2 separate regions of the Zea mays genome follow, and region 2 is linked to region 1. A link is a contact called in public Hi-C data. All regions are on one chromosome and are shown on one strand. The core of a region is the stretch at or near the end of the contact, and the rest is flanking DNA. Distances in the headings are between cores, read along the strand shown. Region 1 holds the start of LOC100276694. Region 2 holds the start of LOC103644295 (translocase of chloroplast 159, chloroplastic).

Evidence for each region. A called contact is a pair of places that touch in the nucleus more often than the background predicts.
Region 2: a Hi-C map of leaf mesophyll shows a contact between it and region 1, with 1.9 times the contacts expected there. The contact joins the promoter of LOC103644295 here to the promoter of LOC100276694 in region 1. A contact is called at or near these places in 9 of 25 Hi-C or Micro-C datasets (bundle sheath, ear, endosperm and 4 more).

What each region holds. Positions count from the first base shown.
Region 1 is chr1:302,756,583-302,762,125 of Zm-B73-REFERENCE-NAM-5.0, forward strand. LOC100276694 reads left to right here and starts at 2,470. Exons shown (of 3, transcript NM_001374068.1): 1 at 2,470-2,734; 2 at 2,840-2,956; 3 at 3,071-3,774. The coding sequence starts at 2,714. The coding sequence ends at 3,421. LOC100191998 reads right to left here and starts at 1,622. Exons shown (of 17, transcript NM_001137422.1): 1 at 1,326-1,622; 2 at 1,188-1,241; 3 at 671-732; 4 at 519-600; 5 at 295-418; 6 at 87-170. The coding sequence starts at 1,541.
Region 2 is chr1:302,928,191-302,933,733 of Zm-B73-REFERENCE-NAM-5.0, forward strand. It overlaps LOC103644295 (translocase of chloroplast 159, chloroplastic), which reads left to right and starts at 2,422. Exons shown (of 2, transcript XM_008667502.3): 1 at 2,422-5,543. The coding sequence starts at 2,531.

The DNA of each region.
Region 1 (5,543 bases), core at 1,220-3,719:
ATGTGCATCCAAGTGGCATGCAAACATTTACTTTGGCAGTTCTCTACACACATGAGAAAAGAAAATGGGGAGTTTTGAACACACACCTGCAGCTCCAATAGTATGATGAAGAAGGTTGGCAACACGACCATGAAGGGAAGATATGAAACTGGCAAACTGTTTTTTAGAGGCTGCAACCACAAATAGCATCATGTTAATGCAGCTAAGGGTCGTATCAAACTATCATGTAACATTCTAACATAGCAACATGACCACACATGATCTGATCTGTATATAAAGCTGTACGAAATGTACCGAGTTCTATAAGCTTCTTTACAAGAAAAACGGCATATTTCTTGCAAGAAAGGGTAAGCAAATGTGGCTGTAGAACATCAAAGATAGCATCCCTCTCTGACTCCGAGCACCACTTTACACATGTCTGCCAAACGACAGTGAGCAACTGATCATCAAAAGCCAGGACACAGGCAACATAACAAAAAACGCAGCAGATTGACAAATACTGTGTGTGCTAAGCTTACTTGAAGAACACGTGCAGTAACATGTGATGTGGCAATGTCCAAATATTTCCCATCCATTTTATGGATAGCCTGACTTACTGCCCTGGAATGGTGACAATTATGTCAATGTATGAATGCAAACATAAAGATACAAGACTGACCCTATTGCTTACTTGGACCTCTCCTCTTTGCTCACATCGTGACATCTCATCTTTTCCCACAATTTCGTTAGTTCCTGGCCAGTATTCAGGGTCAAACAGAGCAAACAAGCATTGAATTTAGCAACCTGACGAGTTTACTGTCACCACAAACATCAGTCAAGGTTGAAGAACTTGTTGGTGTTGATGATCTTAGTGGAGGCAACACCCAAATTCAAAATCGAAAAAGGCAAAAATCAGGCTTGGATAGTAGAGCACATAATAGCAATCATCAAAAGAACCGTTCAATAAGTAAGTAGTGCAAGCAAAACCTAGTTGCAGAAACTGGCTCTCTGGACATATGACTACATACAGGCTGATGTGTTTAACATAAACTCTGTCCACATCGGACCGATCCATCATAGTGCAAGTCAGGATGCAGCTTGTCAGCAAAAGTATTACAACAAGAATCTTAATTTATAATATGACCTGAACATAGGTGGTGCAAGCCCCAAACTGGAACATATGGTGCGGAAAAACAGCACTGAAGTACCTTCTCAAGGCTGTAATGCTGCCTCCTCTTCATCTTCCTGGCCTCCGACATTTCCTGGCACAGTCCAGCCCGTCCGTCAACCTAAGCTCGGGGACATACAAAGGCGCTTCGGAGCACAAACGAGCAATTAAGAGATACCTTGGCCGCGAGGCGCTTCTCCTTGGGGGTAACCGGGGTCTTCTTCCTCGCGACAACTTCGCCGGCGCCGCCATGGGCCGTGTAGCCGCCGGCGGCCGAGTGGCTCTTCCGCTTCGCTCCGTCCCCGCCTCCCTTGACTTGCTTCCGAGGCTTTGCCTTCCCTTCCGCGTGCTCGCGCTTGCGCTTCTTCGCTCCCTGGAGACCGCCGCCTGCCATCGCGCGCGCCCCTCGTTGCTCCGCTCTGGCGACGCAGGAGGACGATGAAAGGGTTTCCCACCAGACCCGACATGCCCTATCTAGGGTTTATGCGAGCTCGCCCGCCCGTGGGCTGGTACTGGGCCTAATCAGCGGTACGCTATTCGGTTTCGGGCCGTGGCGCCTGCAGACGCGTCCAGGCCCACCAACCGAGAGGCCCACCGCCGGGTCCACGACGCTTCCAGCAGCTTCGCGCGGGCCCAGCCCAGCTGGACGGTCAAAGCGCGCGAGGGGCAGTTCCGTCAATTCGTCGAGGGCGGGGAAATTTAGGGTTTTCCCGCGGCGGACAGCGCGGGCCTGCACTCCTGCCGCCAGCCCCGGCCCGCACTGGATCGGCTGGCACGGTGCGAACAGCGGACAGCGGCGGACGTTTCCCGGGACGCTGTTGCGTGCGCCGAGCCGCGCCTCCTCTTTTTGGGTCGTAGTGTCGGTCCGGGCCGGATCTGGTGCGGCGCGGCCGCGCGTGGTCGCCCGTGTGGCTGGCCGCATCGAAAGTTGCACTGGTGAGGAACCTGGGCTTGGGAGAGTATGGAGCAGAAGTGCCGCCGCCACCCTCTGGTAGCTGGGGCCAGGTATGGCTATTGCCTAGTAGACTGTAGACCTGTGGCTTTACTTGGAACACCAGAACTGATTGCGTGGTTTGAACAGATTGCCCGAGCTGGAGCTGAAGCTGCTGCTGCTCAGCCGTGGCGCACACACAAACATTCAGCCCAAAATTTCGCTCCACGGATTTCCGTTTTCCCTCCACGGCCGCGCCCCTCTTTCCCTCCTCCATTTTTGAGATCAAACCCTCGGACAGCGCCCCTTTTTCTTCTCTCCCCACCCCCTCTCACCCCCAACCCACCCCACTCCACTCCACCCGCGCACAACAGATCGCACGCCTCGGTTCCCTCCACTCGACGCTTCTCCCGCTCCTAACCCCTAGTACCTTCGCTCGCTCTGCCGCCCCCGCCGACGACGCGCCAGATCCGCGCAGCAGTGGTGTCCTCCGCGGCGGATCGAGCTCCCGATCCGCGCAGTGGGAGTGGCGGCGAGCGCAGGAGCGCTCGGCCGGGGGTTCCGCGAGGCTGGAGACGGAGGAGGAAGGGAGCGGTAGTTCCGCGGTGGTAGATCCGCCGGTCCTGTCGCCGGAGATGGACTCATCCGTCGAGAAGGTGAGCTCCGATCCGCGGTCTCTTCTCCCGATCTGTGCCCCGATGATTGGTTGGTGCGGGTCTTAATTAGCCGCGGCTGCTTGTTTCCGTCCTGTGTCGCAGCAGGGGAGCGTGGCGCTGGATCCGGACGAGCGCGCGCCGGCGTCCGGCGAAACCAAGGCCTGCACCGAGTGCCACACCACCAAGACCCCGCTCTGGCGCGGGGGGCCCTGCGGACCCATGGTGAGCAGCGCAGTCCCGATCTCGCTCCCCGGAACCCTAGCGCGGCTCCGGGTGCCCTTTTCGTCCCCGATCTGTGCCGTCCTGCTCTAACCAGCTCCCGATCTGTGACCGCAGTCGCTGTGCAACGCGTGCGGGATCCGGTACCGGAAGAAGAGACGGGAGGCCATGGGCCTCGAGTCCAGCAGCAAGGCCGCCACCGCCGGCGGCAGCGAGCACCAGCAGCAGCAGCGGAAGAAGAAGGCCACCGCGGCGGCGGCCGCCGCCTCCTCCAAGCGGGAGCGGGAGCGTGAGCGGGAGCGGAACAAGGAGGCGGACGAGGTCACCGTGGAGCTCCGCGCGGTGGGGTTCGGCAAGGAGGTGGTGCTGAAGCAGCGGCGGCGGATGCGGCGGAGGCGCCGCCTGGGCGAGGAGGAGCGCGCGGCCATCCTGCTCATGGCGCTCTCCTCCGGCGTCGTGTACGCCTGACTTGGCTAGCAACCGCGCCGGCCCCCGAGACGCCGCGCCCAAAGGCGGCGAAAGGAGAGGAGGGCCCGATTCGCTGGACGTGCGGCATGATCTGAGCCCCAGACAGATCCGTCCGTCTGGATCTATGCTAAGTTTTCCCGGCTAAGTAGTAGCTCGTCGGTTCGAACAAGGCGAGTTAATAATCCGTGTCCGCGCTAGGCTAGCAGCTCTGTTCCTCTCTCCCCCTCCCGTTGCTTGCTGTGTTCTTGCCACCGCCTCCTCTAGTTGTAATCCTGCCGCTAGTAGTGTGCTAGTAGTAGCTGTCCTGCTGTAACCTTCTCTTGCAATGTAAGGAGAGATTATATGGTTGGTCATTCTTGCAATCCTAACGCTAGTCCTGTGCTCTTGCTGGATCTGGGCGTGCTTTTGGTGGAGATGCCCGGGTGCTTTCCAGCTACCAGCACAGCGCGCTCTCGAATCGCGTCAATCTGATTCGAACTTGCTTGGTTTTCGAAAGTTGAAGCCTTCAACCTCGCGGATCTGGGCACGCGAAATGGTCAGCGGCAGGCCAGCATTGGGCAAGCACGCACGCACCCAGCCGCGGCGAGTCGGTGGCTGTTTCCTGAAAGGGAAGTCGCGTTCCAAACACTCGCGGCAGCTTTGCAATCACCTGTTGCTTCTCTCGTCGTCGTCTTTATTTTACCATAGCTGGAGAAGCCGGCCCTGACTGAAGTGGTGGGTGCCGGAAAGTTCCAGAAGGATTTTTCCTCTTCCGGCAAGGGAGGGATTGCATCATTCCGCGCTCTCCCGGTCCCGGCCGCCATGTTTGTTCCTTTGTCCTGGCCAGGTCATTCGATTCGATGGAAACAGACGATGATGGCCCGGTCCGCGGGGGTCTTGTGATCCTGGTTGTTTGTTGGGGCTGTTCTTGTTGATTGATGATGATGATGATGGTGATGATTCTTGCCCATGGTCTGGGTTTCCCTCCTGTGTTGTGTCCGCCCCCAAACAGCGGCCGGCCGGTCGATCGACATCGACAGCGACGGCGCTGGTGGTGCGTGCGATGACGACATCCATGGTAAGCATCGTGGCGCTCGTTTCGGGAAGCGAAGCGAAGCAAAGCCACGCCCACGGCTGCTTGCTTTCGTTCGTTCGTCCGTCCTTTGGATGCTACTACTGATGGTTGGGTTGATGTCACGCGCACACGCACGCACGAAATCACGCAATCACGCCGACGGAAAGGACGGAGGCGAGGACTGGACTGTGCTGTGGCAGGCGGACACATGGCTGCAGGGTGCCGCCGCGTGGCACGGCTGGGGCAGTCATGGCATGGGCGAACTCTGCCCCTCCCATGCTCCGTCCATGATCCATGGCCGTGCCGTGCTGTGCGGTGGCTCCATTCTCCAACAGGCCACAGCTACCACGTTCCGCCTGTGCTGTGGGGCTCCGTCTCACGCAGCTACCACGACCCTCCCGGTTCTGCCACCATGGGTGTCACTGTCAGCACTGCTGACGGTCACACAACACTAGACAAATGCACTACTACGCCCATGTGATTGTGAAGGCCCAAGAGGAGCGCAAGGCCTGCCAGAATCAGGATGTGTTTGTACCAAAAAATTTAGAATCGGGTATAACAACAGTATAGATTCTTAAAAAAATCTACGTATTTCTCTAGTTCAATTCAGCATCATCTTCTATTTTAGATTTTCTATATTCTTGTCATCCATATTACATGTTGTCATTCTCTTAAAAAATCTATAGTTGACAAATGTTTTAACCAAACAAATTTCAGTTTCTTCTCAATCGTCACCTCACAACATCTTTCTCACAACTTGTAGCTAGAATCAAATTTTCAAAAAAATACAGCTAAACCAAACAAACACTCGGCTATGAAGTACATTGTGTGTGTGTGGTGGATAGAGTTGGAAATTAAGTTTGAGGCGGGTGAGCCGAGCCGAGCTAGTTTTTTTTGGACTTATTACTACAGTGAGCTAAGCCGAGCTAGATCGCGAGCTATGCCAATTGAACGAAATTAATCAATCTATAGAATAATGATAGATATTGTATCATTCTGTAGATACCCCGGTGGCCCTCCGTTGCCTCCAAACTCTAACCCCCTCAGCATCCCCCCTAGCCGGTCTGA
Region 2 (5,543 bases), core at 1,172-3,671, 170 kb after region 1:
CCCAACCAGAGTCGGGCTCGTCATCTTCCTCGGAGCCCGGGGGCCCGTAGGTCGAGACGACCGTCAGTCGGTCCCAGGTTGACCACATATGGTACCCCAGAAGGTTAGGATATGCCTTTATGAAAGCGTCCACCGAAGCGGGGTCGCTTGGTGGGTCGAAGCTGAATCTAAAAGGCACAGGGTGGAAAACGGACGGTACCTCCTGATCGATGGACGGTGACGAAGTCGTGTCGGGGATGAACTGCACCGTTATCTTAGGTACGAGGCTAACGCCCAGCAAGTCCTTCGCGAGCGTCCTGGCGTCATCTGTCTGCTTAGGGTGGCGTGTTGCGGGGAAACAACGCTCGTCGTCGTCTCAGGCGCGAGGTCAACACCAGACGTGTCCCCCGCGGGGGCGCCGGCGCCGTCGACTCGCACGACGACCGACGAGGTGCCACCTCCTATTTGGCCACGGTTGCCCCGCCTCCTTCTCCTGCGGCGAGGAAGGTGGCGGGACAGACCTGGATGTTGCTCTTCCGTCATGGGGGGAAGACGTCGTCGAGTTCGCCGCCACCGGGCGGGTTGACGGCCGCCATTGTCGCTGTCGCGCGGCGGAGGAAGGAGTACCATGTCGTAGCTGCCGTCGAGGGACATGAACTCGAGACTCCCGAAACGGAGCAGCGTACCGGGCTGAAGAGGTTGCTGGAGACTACCCATCTGGAGCTTGACGGGAAGTTGTTCGTCAACACGCAGCAGACCCCTACCTGGCGCGCCAACTGTCGGCGTTTCGACCCCGGGGGTCCCTGGACCGACGAGTAAATTGTCGTTGCGTGTCCCAGCCTAGATGGGTCGGCGCGAGATGGAACACAAGGGGGGAAAAGGGAACCGCGACTCGTGTTATCCTGCGCCCAGGGCAGATGCGCTTGCAGTAGGGGGTTATAAGCGTTCGCGAGAGAGGGAGAGAGCCTGTTCGTCAGCCCGTCCTCCCGCGCGGCCACCTTCTCGTACGAGGGCCCTGGACCTTCCTTTTATAGATGTAAGGAGAGGGTCCAGGTGTACAATGGGGGGTGTAGCAATATGCTAACGTGTCCGGCAAAGAGGAGCCAGAGCCCTATGTACATGCTGACGTGGCTGTCGGAGAGGTGCTAGTGCCATGTGCATGTGATGTCGTGGTCGTCGGAGGAGCGCTTAAGCCCTGTAGAAGCACAGCTGTCGGGGCTGTCGGGACCTTGCTGACGTCTCCTTGCTTCCGTAGGGGGCTGAGAACCGCCGTCGTCATGGGAGCACGCGGGGTGCCATCATTACTTGTTTACCGGGGCGAGCCAGATGAGACGCCGGTCTTGTTCCCTGTAGCCTGAACTAGCTAGGGGTAGGGTAATGATGTACCCCTATAGCGTGGTCGGTCCGAGCCCTGGGGTCGGGCGAGGCAGAGATTCCTCCGAGGTCGAGGTTGAGGCCGAGCCCTGGGGTCGGGCGAGGCGGAGACCGTCTTCCGAGGTCGAGGTTGAGGCCGAGCCATGGGGTCGGGTGAGGCGGAGACCGTCTTCCGAGGTCGAGGTTGAGGCCGAGCCCTGGGGTCGGGCGAGGCGGAGACCGTCTTCCGAGGTCGAGGCGGGGGCCGAGCCCTGGGGTCGGGCGAGGCGGAGCTTCCTATGGCGCCTGAGGCTGGACTTGGCTGCTGTCAGCCTCACCCCGGCGGGTGGCACAACAGTCGGAGCAGGGCAGGCGGCGCTGTTTTCCTGTCAGGTCAGTCAGTGGTGGGGCGAAGTGACTACGGTCACTTCGGCCCTGCCGACTGAGGAACGCGCGTCAGGATAAGGTGTCAGGCGATCCTTGCATTGAATGCTCCTGCGATACGGTCGGTTGGCGAGGCGATCTGGCCAAGGTTGCTTCACTGCGAAGCCTGCCCGAGCTGGGCCTCGGGCGAGTCGAAGGTGCGCCCGTTGCTTGAGGAGGCCCTCGGGCGAGGCGTGAATCTGCCTGGGTCTACTGTTGCTGCCCGAGGCTGGGCTCGGGCGAGGCGAGATCGTGTCCCTTGAGTGGACGTAGCCTTGACCTGAATTGCGCACATCAGGCTTTTGCAGCTTGTGCTGATGGTGATTACCAGCCGAGTTTAGTAGTCTCGGGGTATCCCTAATTATGGTTCCCGACATATATGGACCGGTCTGGCACATTAAGACATTTTGGGATATTTGGGTCGGCCTGGCACACATAACTAATTGTAGGTCGTGCCGTGGACCGATGACAAGGCACACGTGCTGACAAAGCACGGTCCATAATTAAATATATGCTTTTGTGTGCCGTGCCTTTATGGACTGTACTTTTGTGGGCCCGTGTCGTGTTGGACAGACCGGTCCACCACACCTACGCGGCCACGCCCCACCCAACCGAATCGGCATCCACCCTCACGCCTCGCTGCTACTTCCCCCTCCAGTTCCCGCAAAAAAATAAACAAAAAATCATTTCTTTAATCAGAGAGAAACCAGCGGAGCCGACGCTTTCGAATCCAAAATTTTTACTAGGACTCGGCGAGCTCGCCTACCGCGCCGCCATGGCGCTGCTGGTGCGCGCGCGGCTCTCCTCGCTGGACGACGACGAAGACGACTGGGCCTCGGCATCCTCGCTCTCCTCGGCCGCCTCCTCCCCGCCGCTCTCGCCCGCCGCCGCCTCCCCTCCGCCGCGTGCAGCGGTGCTCGCCGCCCCGCGGGTCGCGGCGCAGCTCTCGTCCACGGAGGAGGACGTCAGCGAGCCCTTCGACGGTACCTCCAGCTCCGGCGACGACGCCGACCTGGACGAGGAAGTGTCCAACGGCTTCTTCTTCAGCGTCGCCAGGGTACCGCCGCCCGAGGACCTTAGCACGGTCCCCGGCGGCGAGGCGGCGAGGGCTGTTTCTGGGGCGGAGCCCGAGGGAGGGGACGGCTGGGGCACTGCGGAGGAGCCGCTGGAGGACAGCTTGGTGAGCGCCGAGAGCGTCTTCGAAGCGCTCGATGCCGGCGTCATTGCGGATGGCGACGGTACGGGCGCCGAGGGTTCTCTGGGTGGTAGCTTCCTCATTTCCGGGAGCTTCATTGGCACGCAGAACGGCAAGGAGGCTGCTGCGTCAGGTGATTTCGTGCTCGTTTCAGATGGTGCTGTGCTGAAGGATGATGACAAGCAGGGGGAGGAGGTTGGCAATGACGCTGCGTCTGAGCCTTTAATGATGCATGTTGCCGGTGTCGATGACCTGGGCACCGTGGATGTTTTGGAGGGGATGCTTGATCGTGAGGTTGCTGAATTGCTTCCTATTCCCAGTGCTACAGAAGGAGATGGTGCTGGTGCTGAAATTCACAGCAGTGAGTCCGATGCAGAAGCTAGTACAACCAATGTTGATGCTAGTCCTGATTATGCTGCCACACGAGATGTCACATCTGATGTCGCGCGAGTTCATGGTAAAGTTGATGACCCAGACTCCATTGCAGACGATGGTCATGATAAGGTAGATGAGGAAGCTGATGGTGACCATGAAGCTTCTGATGACCTTAAATTCATGCCGATCTCTTCAAGTGAGGATGCTGTGGAACTTGCAAAAGAATTGGAGGACAACATGCCTACTTCCAAAGGCATGCACTTTGGTGTGGATGACTCAGATGATGTGGAGATCTATGGTGATGATGAATTTGTAGAGGGGATGGATGGAAAGGAGATCGAGCTTTTTGATTATGCAGCTTTAATCAAGCTTCTAAGGGCTGCAAGCAGCTCACCTGAACAAGGCAAGGCTAAGGTTTTCCCAGTTGAATCTTCCGAACCCAGGCGTCTGCCTCCTACTGTAGCAAGCAATACTAGGACGAGTGTGGCTTCTGCTCCTGTGCCAGAAGTAACTGCTGACCTTGAGAAAGAGATGACAGATGAGGAAAATAAGATATACAGAAAGGTGGACATGGCACGAATCAAGTACATGCGTCTTGTTCATAGATTGGGGTATGATATTAACCATCAGGTACCAGTACAAGTGTTGTATCGGCTTAGTCTTGTTGAAGGTTTTAAGCGCGGAAGGATGACAAACCATTCCTCAGAGACCGAGAATGCCTGGAAGAGGGCTTTGCAGCATGAGGCAGAGGCAATTGATGACCTTGAATTCTCCTGCAATGTTTTGGTCCTTGGGAAGACTGGAGTGGGGAAGAGTGCAACAATAAATTCCATCTTCGGGGAAGATAAATGCAAAACAAATGCTTTTCTACCGGCAACATCATCTGTGAAGGAGATTACTGGAGTTGTTGATGGTGTTAAGTTTCGTGTCATTGACACCCCTGGGCTTGGGACTTCGTCCAAGGATGAAAAATCAAATAGGAAAGTTCTCAATGCTGTCAAGAAGTATATGACGAGATGCCCTCCAGATATTATTCTGTATGTTGATAGGCTTGATACCCAGCGAGAGGAGGCAAATAGCCTATTCCTCTTGCGAAGCATTACCAGTGTGCTAGGCCTGTCAATATGGCCCAGAACAATTATTACTCTCAGTCACTCAGGAGGTGCCCCCCCAGAAGGCCCTAATGGTTCGGAGGTGAACTATGATATTCTTGTGACTCATCGAACTCGTGCAATTCAGCAAAGCATCCGGCAGATAACTAATGATCCTCAAATTGAGAATCCAGTGGCTCTTGTGGAGAATCATCATCTGTGTCGGAGGAATGCAGAAGGTGAAAAGGTCCTTCCTGATGGCCTTATTTGGAGGCGGTTCCTCCTCCTCCTATGCTACTCACTGAAGTTGATTGCTGAGATCGATAACCTCTCAACCCGTCGTGCTTCTTCTACAGGTTTTTTAGGTCACTTTTTCCAAGTGCCTCCAATTCCTTACTTCTTATCGTCTTTGTTGCAATATAGAGAGCACCCTAGGCATTCCAATGAACTGAATGTTGGGAGCCTGGACTCAGATTTTGACCTAGATGAATTGTTGAATGGGGACCAAGAGGATGAAGAAGATGACTATGATCAACTTCCTCCCTTCAAGCCACTAAGCAAATCCCAGGTTGCAAAGCTCTCCAAGGAGCAACAAAAGTTGTATTTTGATGAATATGATTACCGAACTAAGCTTCTTCAGAAGAAGCACTTGAAGGAACAGCTTGGAAGATTTAAGGAAATGAAGAAGAAAGAGTTTGATGATAATGATGTACCTTCTGATGATCATCCCGATGATGGATATGATACAGATAGATATCCTATGCCAGAATGGACCTTGCCATCTTCATTTGATTCTGATGATCCTGTGTACCGCTATCGGTGCCTTGTGTCTACACCAAACCTCATGGTGCGTGCTGTTAACAATCCTGATGGATGGGATCATGATTGTGGATTTGACGGTGTGAGTGTCCAACACAACCATAATGTTGCTAACAAATATCCAGCTTCTCTGTGGGTTCAAGTTAACAAGGACAAGAGGCAGTTCACCATTCATTTGGATTCCTCAATGTCAGTTAAGCATGGTGACTATGCCTCGAGCCTGGCTGGCTTTGACATCCAAACAATGATGAATCAGCTTGCTTACACCCTCAGAGGTGAGACCAAATTCAAAGGCTTCAAGAAAAACA